Regions from separate parts of the Rattus norvegicus genome. Here all the other regions are linked to region 3. Evidence: chromatin contacts called from public Hi-C data. All regions are on one chromosome and are shown on one strand. Each heading gives the region's core, a stretch centred on a gene start, on an enhancer-like site or on the middle of the called end of the contact. The rest is flanking DNA. Distances are from core to core; before and after follow the strand shown. Region 1 holds the start of Pard3b (par-3 family cell polarity regulator beta). Region 2 has its middle 320 kb from the start of Pard3b. Region 3 holds the start of Nrp2 (neuropilin 2).

Region 1 (3,934 bases), core at 79-2,578, 1.1 Mb before region 3:
CAGTGTCGTTGATAGTTGGAGATAGTAGTTCTTGAAGATACAATTTGTGATCCTGCCTCCAATATTGCCTCAGAGGGTTGCTCAGTGAATTCTTTGTTTGGTTTTATGACAAAAATGGTTCTGTCTTTGGCTTACCAAATCAGTTAGATTTGCGTCCAAACTGGACTTTCTACTGCGTATTTTCTCCAAGTTGACTCAGTTTACGCGGCCCTCTTTAGGGCCACTGACATTGAATAAGGTGCTTGCCAGGAACATAATCAATGTATAGTAAATGTATAAATGAGCTTTAAATCGATCAGAACTTCCAAATCCATAATTTAAGACCAAACCATCTCAAGCAACTCAAGTTCAATTTAAGTTGACATAGGAGAAACTCTGGGAGGAAGTGGATCTTATTGGCTACACTAAATTGCTATAAAACTGCCCGGAGCCACTAGAGACGTAAACAGGAGGACCTGTGCTCTCTGCACCACAACGAGCTCCATGACCAGTCTGTTTGAATTTTGAATCTTTAAGCGCTGAAGATCAAATCCATGCCTGTAGGGGAAAATTCTAAACTGAACCACACCCAGCAGGCCAAGCGCCATTCTTTCTGCCCAAGGTAGGGGGAAAAGTATCTTCCAGCTCAAAGGAGCTGTTTACTTAGGAATTAAGGATACAGATGGTACTTGTTGGCCAGAACTTCTCCCCGTACCTTGTGTTCAATTGTTCAAGCATATGAACCTGCGAAATCATGACTCAAGGGTGTTCTTTTCTTCGTCAGATACACAAAGGGGAGTCCCCCTTCAAAAGGAAAAGTGTAAACTTTTACACCCAATTATATTTGGACTTTGGGTGTGATCTTTGCTGGAACACTTGGCACCTGCACAGTGGTCTTTAAGCTCCCTCAGCTAAGCTAGTTCTCTTGTGGCTCCAGAGGGAGCTGCAAAAGTTCTGCCCTTGGTCAGTCCCACCTTTCAATTCCTCAGTACTAAGGATATTTTAGAAGGTGTGGCAAAAAGCACCTGCTCTGGAGCTTCCCTTGAACCTTGCTCCAGCTCTCATTTTAAGGGAGTTGCTCAGCCAGTTTCCGATCTATTCCAAGTGTGCTTTATGAGATCCGGTTTCAATTCCCCTGTGGTAGCTCCCAGATCCCGTTACAATTCCCGGAGCTCCCTGTAGGTGTGAAGGAGAGACAGAACCAAGTGCTGGTTACAGGCTACCCAAGGTCTAGTTACACGAGGCAACCCCGGTGGCCCGGGGCAACACCTTGGAGCTTTCTGTGGCCAGCGAGCGCCGCGGCCCCTTTAAGAGCCGGGCCCAGGCTGGCCCGCGGACCGAGGGAGCCCAGAGCGCCGCGCGCGTCGGAGGAGTTGGGAGCCGGCGCAAAAGTTTCCTCCCAACTCCGGCCCCGCGCGCCGCCGCCGCCGCCCACTCCAGCCCGGGGCCTGGGGCCGGCCCTGCCACAGTCGCCAGGGCCACCGCCAGAGGCAGGGCCGGGCCGGGCCGGGCCGCGCCCGCAGTTTCACTTTGGCGCGTGGAGCCTCTGACTGCACCCGGCCGACCCTCCGCGTCCCCGCGTCTCCGCGCCCGTGTTCCCGCCCTCGGCCTCCCGTGGGGCTGCAGGGGAGCAGCCGTGGGTCCGGGCCCCGGAGGCACGCGCCAGACAGCGTCGTATCCGCCTCAGGTCCCCGGACTGAGGGGCTGCGCCCGGGGGGCAGGCACCTGTTCGGCCCGGCCCCGCGCGGGAGCCGGGGGCCAGGATGAAAGTGACAGTGTGCTTCGGGAGGACCGGCATCGTGGTGCCCTGCAAGGACGGCCAGCTGCGCGTCAGCGAGCTCACCCAGCAGGCGCTGCAGCGGTACCTGAAGACCCGGGACCAGGTAAGGGACGCTGCAGGGGGCGAGCATAGGGCGCGACTGCCCGGGGGGGCTCACTTTATAAGTGTCCTAGGCCACGCACCTGCCGGGCGCCCTGGACCAGGTGGCGCTTTTTTTATGGGGTTCAGATCACTCCCAGCGGCTGCTGAGCGCTGCCTGCAGCCACAAGTTTTGCAGGCTGCTAATTTCAGGGACCCAAGTAGCCCTGTCTTGCCATTGAGAGTCATGAGAAGAAATGGCGGCATCCCGCTCACTTGAGGGGTCCTTACACCTCCGCCCTCTGAGGCCTACTCCGAAGTTCACACACCCAGTCTGTTCTGTAAGGTAGCCCCAGGTGTTTGAGTAGCAGGGCTCCAGAACCTACTTGAGAGGACACTGTGATGTTACCCGTACTGCTCACCTGAAGTGTGATTTCTGACCCTCTAAGTCCCGCCCTAAGGAGGCTCCTTGGAGTTAGAGCATTGATTGGCTCAAGAAACACCTCCAAAGTTATAGCTATTGGCGCTTTTAGAGTTCTTAGCTTGATGGGAGGTCTCCCAGTGACCTGGGCAGGAGGAGGTCCTGTGGGGATGCTACTCTTATAAGAGCTAGTGCCCTGGGGTGTTTTCAGTTGCATGCCACAGTTTCTGTGAGTCATAGCCAATGAGAATAGTTGAATTGGGTTCTGGGTTACTCCCAAAATGAGGATGACCCACTGTTTTGCTCAAGTTAGACATAGGTAAAAGTCAAAAGCTAGCATACAAAACAAATGGCAGGACTCCAGCACTCTTGTCAGGTGTCTGGGTGACTTGTGCGAGTTCTGCTTTCTTTTATGGAACCTCTAAATGAATGCTCAGGAAAGCGCCTTTAGACTTGTTTCAGTTCTTACATGGCCTGTTTGGTATGCTTCAACTCAACTTCCCCTCGAACAGATAAGCCACCAACTTGTTCGCATAATGATTATTGTAAACTATAGTCAAGAAGTCGGTCCAATCTCGAGATGAAAAACTGTAATTTTTTATTGGATTTTTTAAAATTTACATTTCAAATGTTATTACCTTTTTCGGTTCCTCGGACATAAGCCCCCATCCCCTCCTCCTCCCCTTCGTCTATAAGGGTGTTCCCCTCCCCAACCACCCTACCCTTCACACCCCTTCCCCGACATTCTTCCGCACTGGGGGGGGTCCAGCCTTGACAGGACCAGACTTCTTGCATTGGTGCCCAGCAAGGACATCCTCTGCTACATATGCAGTTGGAGCCCTGGGTCAGTCCATGTATAGTCTTTGGGTAGTGGTTTAGTTCCTGGAAGCTCTGGTTGGTTGGCATTGTTGTTCTTATGGGGTTGCAAGCCCCTTCAGCTCTTTCAATCCTTTCTCTAATTCCTGCAACGGGGATCTTGTTCTCAGTTCAATGGTTTGCTGCTAGCATTCGCCTCTATATTTGACATGTTCTGGCTGTGCCTCTCAGGAGACGTCTATATCAGGCTCCTGTCAGCACGCACTTCTTAGCTTCATCAATCTTATCTAGTTTTGGTGGTTGTATATATATGGGCTGTATACCCATGTGGGGCAGGTTTTGAATGGCCATTCCTTCAGTCTCTGCTCCAAACTTTGCCTCCATATACCCTCCTATGAATATTTTTGTTCTGCCTTTTATCTTTTGTTTTATTTTTTGGAGCTGGGGACCGAACCCAGGGCCTTGCGCTTCCTAGGTAAGCGCTCTACCACTGAGCTAAATCCCCAGCCCCTGTTCTGCCTTTTAAGAAGGAGTGAAACATTCACACTTTGGTCGTCCTTCTTCTTGATCCTCATGTGATCTGTGTATTGTATCTTGGGTAATTCGAGCTTTTGGGCTAATACCCACTTATCAGTGAGTGCATACCCATGTGTGTTCTTCTGTGACTGGGTTTCCTCACTCAGGATGATATTTTCTAGTTCCATCCATTTACCTATAAATTTCATGAAGTCATTGTTTTTGATAGCTGAGTAGTACTCCATTGTGTAGATGTACTACATTTTCTGTATCCATTCCTCTGTTGAGGGCATCTGGGTTCTGTCCCGCTTCTGGCTATTATAAATAAGGCTGCTATGAACATA
Region 2 (4,285 bases), core at 880-3,379, 1.4 Mb before region 3:
TTATCCACAGCTGAGAACAGTGACAAATCACTGCTGTCCCCCACCCTATTTCATCTTCCCACCTGACCATCTGTACTATCTGATTAGGCCCCCACCAACCAATCCCAGCACATGATTTGGGAAATATTTCCTTTCTAGCATTCTGGAGAACAATCTCTTGCTGAGGGAAAAATACATTATAAAATAAATGGAAAAGCATCAATCAGGTGGGGAAGTGGGAATGTTTTTATTTAAATGGGACTGAAGACAGTAGTTTACTTTTTTTTTTCTTCCTAAGATAACTAAACAGAGCAGGGAAGGCTGTTACCTTTTCTCCTCGGGTTGAGGTTTTATGAAGCCAGATATGTCATTGGGTAAGTGCCAGTGAGGCAGGGTGGTCAGTAAATACCTTGTCCAATTTTGGTGTGATTTGGATCAAAGTATAAAAGTGATTTATTGTTTACAGACAGTGCCTGCCCTCCCCTCCAACAGACAATGGACACTTTTCAGGCAAGGAAGTCTTCCCCCCCTATTAACATGCATTTACACTTACGCCTGCAGGCCTCACCTAGGGTTTGCAATGGCTGGCAAGTGTTTATACCAGAGATAAAGCACACCTACTTTCTCAGTCCTCCTGTGTGGAAGAGTCCACGGAGAAAGTCCTGCTCACTGAGGCCTTGAAACAGTTCTCTCTCTTCAACTGTTTCACATGGCACAGCCTTCTGCATAAACCAGACACACACACACACACACACACACACACACACACACACACACCCTTCACCAATCCTCAAAGATAAAGAAATAGACTCATAGGCCCTCACACTCAATCCAGATGTAAATAACTCACTGGATGAATGAGAGAAGTCATTTCCAGGCTGTGAAAGTAATTCACAGCCTCACCTCTTCCTAATGGGGCCATGTGGCCTGGTGCTGTCATGTCAGCCAGCCACAGCTGCAACCTGACAACACATGCAAAACCCATCACCCTGTCCTGGAGGGCTCCGCTCCCACCCCGCCCACCTCTGTCTTTGGACTGAGGGTAAAGAGCCCTCGATGTTCTAGATGATTCGCTGCTCACCGGAATGCTCCAACAGAGCTCCATGAAATTTGCTTTCTCATGAGTTAATAACAAAAAAGCAACCATGTTATAATTCTGTTTTTTTCCTTCTTAGTTAAAGGCGGGAAATTCCATATTAATTATGTACTACATATTAACCCTAACTGGCCCCAGACAAAGTGCTGAGGGATTCTGGATTGATCAGCAAGTGCCCTCCTCTCTCAGGACCTGTCGCCTTCTGGTCTGCTTCATTCTATTCTCAGCCCCGAGCTCCCTAACAGGCAGGCACACACATACACAACAGGGAGTCATTCTCAGAAACACCCAGTTCACCTCTCACTCCAAACACCTGCTTCTGTCAGATGGTCCCTGGAGTGACCCCTCCAACAACACTTACAGCCAGACACTGCTTGATTCTAACTCTTTAACCCTTACAGTTTCCAAACGTCAGGCCACTGGGCTTCCCATCCTAGGTTACCTGAAATCCATCCAGACTGTCCAGTGTTCTAGTTTTTGTGAGTCTTGACTTCAGCACTTACCTTTCTCAGACTAAAAGAAATGTTTTTCTATTATTATTATTATTATTATTATTATTATTATTATTATTATTATTTACTTCCTTGTCTCCTGGATGCTCTCAGCATCACCTGAGTCTGCAGTTACACCTGTGCACAAACATTTCATCCAAAAATATTTCCTCAGGTGGAGCTGGTGCTGGGAAATATTAGCTACACATGGAGGAAGGATTTCTAGCGACTTCTATGAAAGATCCTGGAAGAACAAATTTGGAAGTAGGAAGGAGTTTGAAAAAAGCTCTCACACACACATCCTAGCCCCTTTTCTGTCAAAAAGACACCAGCATTTGCAGTTCCACTTCTTATCTTGGAGTCAGGTATTATGACGTAAGTAAGGTCTTGTGTGGGTGAGCATGGAAGTGGATAAGGGAGGCGCTCACAGAGAGGCTGTGATGTGAGTGTGAGGCATCCCTCTAGATGTCACACCACAGTGGCTTCCCTGTACCCAGGTGTCTGCCCTGCAACCAACTCAGACCTTAGTTCAGGTTTACTGGGCTGTACTGTCTCTGGACTTCTGCCACGAACCAAGTCCCTCCCTCTCTCTTCACATTCTGTTTCCGGCATATTCGATCACTTCTCCGGTTCCCCAATGCCTCTCCTTTCCCTTCCTTAATCCTGCCTTTGAAAAGCAGTCACATAGCACAGTCCCTTCTTGCCAACACACACGGGGAAAATTAAATATTTGAGAAGCCTTCGCTCGTGACATCAGTCCAAAGGGTACCAATAAGCTGTCCAGGGCCACCCCTCCATAAACGCAGCCGCTCTGGAGGCACCTATGCCTGGTAACCATCTCCCTGGCAACAGAGCTCCCAATGGCCAATGGGCACTGCGTTTGAAGCACTGAGTTTTTTGTTTCCAAAGCGTGTCTGCTGCTTCTGCTTTGATTAATCAACATCACCTCTTTCGGTGTGTGTTTAAGTGAAGTAATAGATGACTGCTTGGGTACAGCTGGATGGCAAAGGCCTTTCAGGAGTCGAGGAGAAAAGGCAAAATAAAATAATAAAAAAAAACGTAATGGATTCTGCAGAAGGGGTTTGAAAACCTCTTATTCCTTGCTACTCACAGACCTGATGCTCCCTCCCTCCCTCCCTCCCCCTCCCTCCCCGTCCCTCCCTCTCTCCCCCCTCCTCTCACTTGCTCACTTAGACAATGTAGTATTCTATCGATACACCCTATTCTCAGTCATCTCCTAGAGATCCTGAGACCTCGGGTTTTCTAGATTTTTGCACTCGGGGGACTGTTTTGAACTTGCCTTTTGTGTTCTGCCTGTGAAGGTTAAAGTGTTTGGGACAGCGCACTTCTCGCGTGCAGGTTTTCCTTTCTCCATCTGCTCTCCACAATCCTTCCATCTGCTTTAGAAATTTCTTAAGATCCCATGACAGCAGGAAGCTGTCCCTGCTCTCTTTACCTCATCTTGGGACTAGAATGCTTGGTGTTTATTTAATACCTGTCCAGGTCCACTCTTGGTGAAGATTCCTCGGACAGAAGCAAAGCTAAAATGCCTAAGTTTCAGAGAGACTATCTCCTCCAATACTTTTGGTAAAGTACAATAACTGAATAGAACCCAGTTCTGTCTTCAATTCATTTATATACAGTTTAACGGTAAGTTTTTTATGTCTAAACTAAATATATCTAGACTTTTATATCTAAACAACCACTCATTGAACAACCAGTCATTGCCTGGTGAGAAAAAACAAAAGACTCATGTTACTGGCTTGGTATGTTATTAACATGAACGAAAGGTGTATTTTCTTATGCTTCATACCTGTTCATTTTAACGACCTTTGATAGCACGACTGACCTTGACTTTTCCATTTGGCTCAAGGAAGAATTTTTAACTGAGAAGCATCTACTAACAGGCAGGCCTTTCACAGAATACTAAAAGTCACCACTAGGTGGCAGAGTAGCACAACATGAAGGAAAAAAAAAAAAAAAAAAAACAAAAAAAACAACCCTCTATCCCAGGGGGCCAACTGCAGGCCTCTGTTAATAGCTTGATTTTCCACTTACAGGCAAGAAAATGCCAGGGAAACTTTTGTTTTCCTCTTTGAGGGAACAAGGAGGGAAAGAGATGGGGGAGGCATCAAGTCCCCAACCACTGTGTGCTGTCTGCTGCCCCTTAGTCACATCTGGACGTTATAAATCATGCATTATTGGAGTCTAGCATTTTCTGATCTCAGCAACAGGCCCCTTCTAAGCAAAAGGGAGCCAGCATGTTCTGTTTAGCTTAAAATTGACTAAAATTGCAAGTGAAAGAAGGAGAGAAAAATCACTGTGACAGCGGGAAGACAGTGATGGGGTTTCGTTGCCTGTACGGGGCAAGCACCCTTGGAATGTGCTCAGTGGCCAGCCCCAGCCTCCAGTTATTCTTGCCCTGTGACTGCTCCTGTTTGCACCTGTTTGTGCTCCACAGACACCAGAACCTATCAGGATCTCACCAGAAAACTCTCTCTCCGACAGCTAATACCTCCACCCCCAATGTCATCACCTGGTATATTTATCACTTTTTAATCTGGGCCATCGTTTGGGGTTCCCCAGACCTTGCTCAGAAATGGTTCATAGCTGCTGTCTTTCAGTAGACTTTACCTGTGGGCTCTAGAGCTGCCCAGTCGTAGGTCAAGGAAGTCTGATGCCTCAATCTGCCCGCATCCTGCATTCCAAGCTCGTGGGC
Region 3 (4,160 bases), core at 307-2,806:
CAGCTGGGGATCATCCAACCACCCTCAGAAACAAAGATACAAGTGTTCCCGGGACTGTTAGCTTACAGCACCTTGAAACAGTTTTCATGTCTCCACTTAAAAATAGGTAGCATAATGCTATTCTCTTTCTGTCAACATTGTGACCACTTTCCTTGAGGAAACATGAACAGAAGTAGTTACAGTAGCATTCCAAGAGGCCTTCCTGTACCTGTACTATGTGCGGAAGCTTGAAGGTGTATTGGGTGGCCAGGGGACAATTTAATTGCCTGGGGAAATTCTTTATTCAATAAAATCGTTCCTCGTTTAAAGATAGTTATAAGTTAAGGGCGCAGGTTGAAGTAAATCCTAACCCAGACCACAGAGGAGCCTGTTCCGGACACAACAAAGGATCTGAGAAGTAAACCCAAGAAACACTAGAGGTTTGCTTCAAGGAAAGCTAAGGTTGCCTGTGTGTGTGTCGCCGCCACGCATTGCTGCCTCTGAGAACACAGGGCTGAGCCCTTGACTGGCTCCCTACGCCAAACACAGTCCGCCACCCAACTCCCGTAACGCCATGGCAGGTGGCATTGTGTTGGATTCTGAGTGTGTGGCTTCCGAGTCTCGGAATTTGGTGGGGAACAAGAATTTCCCGGGCTCCTCGGAGTTTCCCTGCGGCAAGAGCAGCGCGCCCTGAAGGGAGGGCGCTCCTTGCTCCGGGTGTGACAGACACACCCGCAGCCCGGCATGGAGCTGCGCGGGGCAGGAGGGAGGTGCGGACTGGGATAGGGGCGGCAGGGTGGTGTGGCACCTTAACTTTGATCGCGCGGTCGCAGGGTTGAGAGCCACCGCCGCCCCGCCCGAGCTGGGTGCCGCGGTCTTCGGCTCTGCGCCGCGCGTCTCCGCGGCTGCCTCTTTAATCAGGAACACAGAAGGGGCGGGCCCTGAGCGGGCGCGTAATCGGATCGCTCTGCCGCGGCTCTGACATCCACATGCTGCTCGGCCTGAAAAGGCGAGGGGGGAGCCGGAGGGGAGACAGAGGAGGCGAGCGAGGCACCAGCCCGCAGCCCGCCCCCGGCACATCCTCAGAAGCACAGACACTCGGCCCGGCGCTGGGCGAGGTGGAGGTGAGGGCGGGCGCCAGCGAACTCGGAGAGCCGCTCGCACACTCGCGGGCGATCTCAGCCGCCGCCGCCGCCGCCGCACCCGCAGCAGCACCAGCAGCACCGGCCACAGCAGCTTCCTGCCTCGCTCTCCCCTCCAGAGACTGGCCAAGCGGGTGTAGCCGCTGGGGAAGGCTCCCGCTTAGGGGAACCCGGAGAAGACTAAGAGCCGGGCGCCTGACTGCCTACCACTCCGCCTGTCCAGCGGTCGGTACCTCTGCCCGCGTGTGTCCTGGGTGCCGGCAGACCTGTGTCAGTTTGCGCTTCTGAGATCACACAGCTGCTTAGGGGCCGTGTGATGCCCAGGGCAATTCTTGGCTTTGGTTATTATTATTATTACTATTATTTTGCGCTTAGCTTTCGGGAAACCCTCGTGATGTTGTAGGATAAAGGAAATGACACTTTGAGGAACTGAAGAGACCATACACGCGTTTGGGTTTGAAGAGGAAACTGGTCTCCGCTTCCCCAGCTTGCTCCCTCTTTGCTGATTTCAGGGGCTATCTCTTAGTGAGGTGGAGATATTCCAGCAAGAATAAAGGTGAAGGCAGACGGACCTCCAGGACGCAGGAGGAAAACGCTGATCATTAGAGACCTTTGCAGAAGACACCACAAGGAAGAAAATTAGAGAGGAAAAACACAAAGACATAATTATACGAGATCCCACCAACCTAGCCCTGGAGAGAGCCTCTCTGTCAAAAATGGATATGTTTCCTCTCACCTGGATTTTCTTAGCTCTGTACTTTTCGGGACACAAAGTGAGAAGCCAGCAAGGTAAGCCCTTCAAAGTTTTTCTATTCATTTTTACATGGTTCCCCCTTTAAGGGCGACTGCTAATGCGGAGAAGCCACTCAGAACCGCTCAGGAGGAGGCTCCCTCAATACTCAATAATTTAAAGGGAGATCTCCGTGGCCTTCTTTATACCACCAGGGCTGCTAAACCCAACTTTTCTCTCTTGCTAAGGGAGTGTGTGTGTGTGTGTGTGTGTGTGTGTGTGTGTGTGTGTGTGTGTGTGTTTTGTAACAGAATTTGGCGGTGTTCAGATGTCACATATGGACTGAATCAAAGGTTTAAAAATACTACAAAGCCTTTGCATTACAGTTTTGGGGATTTTTTTTCCTCCCTGTCTTGAAGCAGAACACATCTCCCTTGAGTTTCCTCAACCTAGCCAGTGAAATATAAATCACTTACATTCCCTCTGCTTAGCTACATTGAGCAATGTTAGCTGAAGGGCTTGGGAAAAAAAGCTAGAGTCTAGCTTTGCTTTTCAGATGTGTGGATTCTTTGCAGAATGGGAGGATACATCTCAGAACTGTAGGGTTGAAGCTAGTGGAGCGAGCCAGCTTGTGGCTGAAATGGAAGCTTTCCCGTGGGCAGTTGATAGTCCCCGCTCTCTCGTGAATCTGTGTGTTTTCTGGGAAAGCAAATCATGTTCTTTAAATTTTTTTTCTTAAAAGATAAAACAAACTGCATGACCCTCGACAGTCTCCTCATGTGAAGTGGTTAGAAAGTTTTGAGTGGAATTTGTTCTCAAACACTGCCAAAAAGGGTGTGTGGACACAGGCTGCAGAGATAAGCACAGCAGGGCCTAGGAGAGGCCAGGGCCAGCTCTTGTGGAGTGCGACAGGGGATACTTCTCTGAAAACAGGTCTCTGGGAATGCGGTTCTTCCACTCTGGAACTGCTTCTGGGGGTGTTTCCCTCCGCTCTAAGACAGTGTCTGGAACCTGAAAAAACTCTTAGCGTTTGCTCCTACAGGTGACTGGGATGGGAAACCATCTACCAAGGAAATGGGGGATAAGAGAAGGAGGGAGGAAAGATAGAGACAAAAACTCTATTACCTCGAGGCACTTGGCGGAGACAGCCAGCCGCGGTGGTGGGTCTCCTTCCTCACAGCCACCCTGGCGCTCCGCACCGTGCTTAGCGGGTCCTGAGGAGAAAGCTTAGCGGCTACCAAGCTTCTTGTTCCTTCCCCAACACACACCTACACCCATTTTACGTGGGACATATATGGGTTTTATTTTTTGCCATCTTTGGGGATTTGGCAGAGTGGGCAATGCTGTTGAGACCCAAATCCAACAAGCCTTTGCAGCTCCCTCTCTGCGGTAACTGGTCCTACTGGCAACTGCAAAGCATGAACCAAGGAAGGGTTGGGTGCAGGTCCTTCCTGGGGAAAATTTCTGGGCCTAGCATTCCATCTTGCCTTTATTCTGAATTCCCAGCTTGAATAGAAATTAAATTACCTCCCACGGACCTGAATGCTGCGTAAATTATGTATGTGTGTGGTTTGTTGTATATGTGTATATGTATGTGTGTGTGCGCGCGCACGCGCGCTCCTTGAGAATGCCTACAGTATATTTTGTATTCAAGAACGGACTCCGGTAGGCCCGGGTGTGCGAGTGCGCGTGCACTGGTACACAACACACACACACACACACACACACACACACACACACACACACACACACAACTTCAGGTTCCGGTGATGTGCGAAGCGGTTGGGATTGTAAAGACTTGGGGACCATCTCCTATCCCAGATGTTCGCACATCTGTCCCTAAGCGCTGCGTGGAGCATGTGTGTACGACACCCGCTCGAACCCACTCCTGCTCTGCCACCTGCCTTCCGCGCTCTCTGCAGAGCCCCCTCCCATTCCAATCCCTGGTCTTACTGCGTCACTTCCAGAGAAGCTCAAAAGCGCGGGGTGCGAAGAAGCTCATCACCCACTAAGAGCCCCGCGGGCAGCCTTGGGCCGGGGGTGGGACCCGCCCGGACTAGATATTATCCGGCTCCCCGAAAAGGTGATCAATCTCCGGTCATGTTTTCAGTCCAAAAACTAATTGGTACCGGGAGACCTAGCCTGGGTGGCTAAGGGCGAGGCCAAGCTAGACCTCTGACTCACCCTATGAGCGCCCGCCAGAAGGTGGGTTGGCCCTGGCACTACGGCGGCGGCGGGAACCTATTCCGAGAAGGAAGTCAGGAAAGAAGGTGGCGGGCACAAATGGGGGCAACTGAGCAAAATACCCG

The links. Hi-C and Micro-C count contacts between places; a contact is called where the count stands out from the background.
Region 1: a Hi-C map of Schwann cells shows a contact between it and region 3, with 5 times the contacts expected there. The contact joins the promoter of Pard3b here to the promoter of Nrp2 in region 3. A contact is called at or near these places in 3 of 12 Hi-C or Micro-C datasets (the A7r5 cell line, Schwann cells and liver).
Region 2: a Hi-C map of prefrontal cortex shows a contact between it and region 3, with 2.7 times the contacts expected there. The contact joins the enhancer-like site here to the promoter of Nrp2 in region 3. A contact is called at or near these places in 5 of 12 Hi-C or Micro-C datasets (the A7r5 cell line, Schwann cells, frontal cortex and 2 more).

The regions. Positions count from the first base shown.
Region 1 is chr9:70,531,167-70,535,100 of GRCr8, forward strand. Pard3b (par-3 family cell polarity regulator beta) reads left to right here and starts at 1,329. Exons shown (of 23, transcript NM_001191808.2): 1 at 1,329-1,862. The coding sequence starts at 1,743.
Region 2 is chr9:70,206,367-70,210,651 of GRCr8, forward strand. No RefSeq gene overlaps it. Among named protein-coding and RNA genes, the nearest start is that of Pard3b, 320 kb to the right of the region's middle. Within about 2 kb of position 2,130, at least 8 of the 93 cell types and tissues checked have an H3K27ac peak or open chromatin away from gene starts, as enhancers often do. A contact at or near this core is called in prefrontal cortex, where this site is marked.
Region 3 is chr9:71,615,698-71,619,857 of GRCr8, forward strand. Nrp2 (neuropilin 2) reads left to right here and starts at 1,557. Exons shown (of 17, transcript NM_030869.4): 1 at 1,557-1,910. The coding sequence starts at 1,838.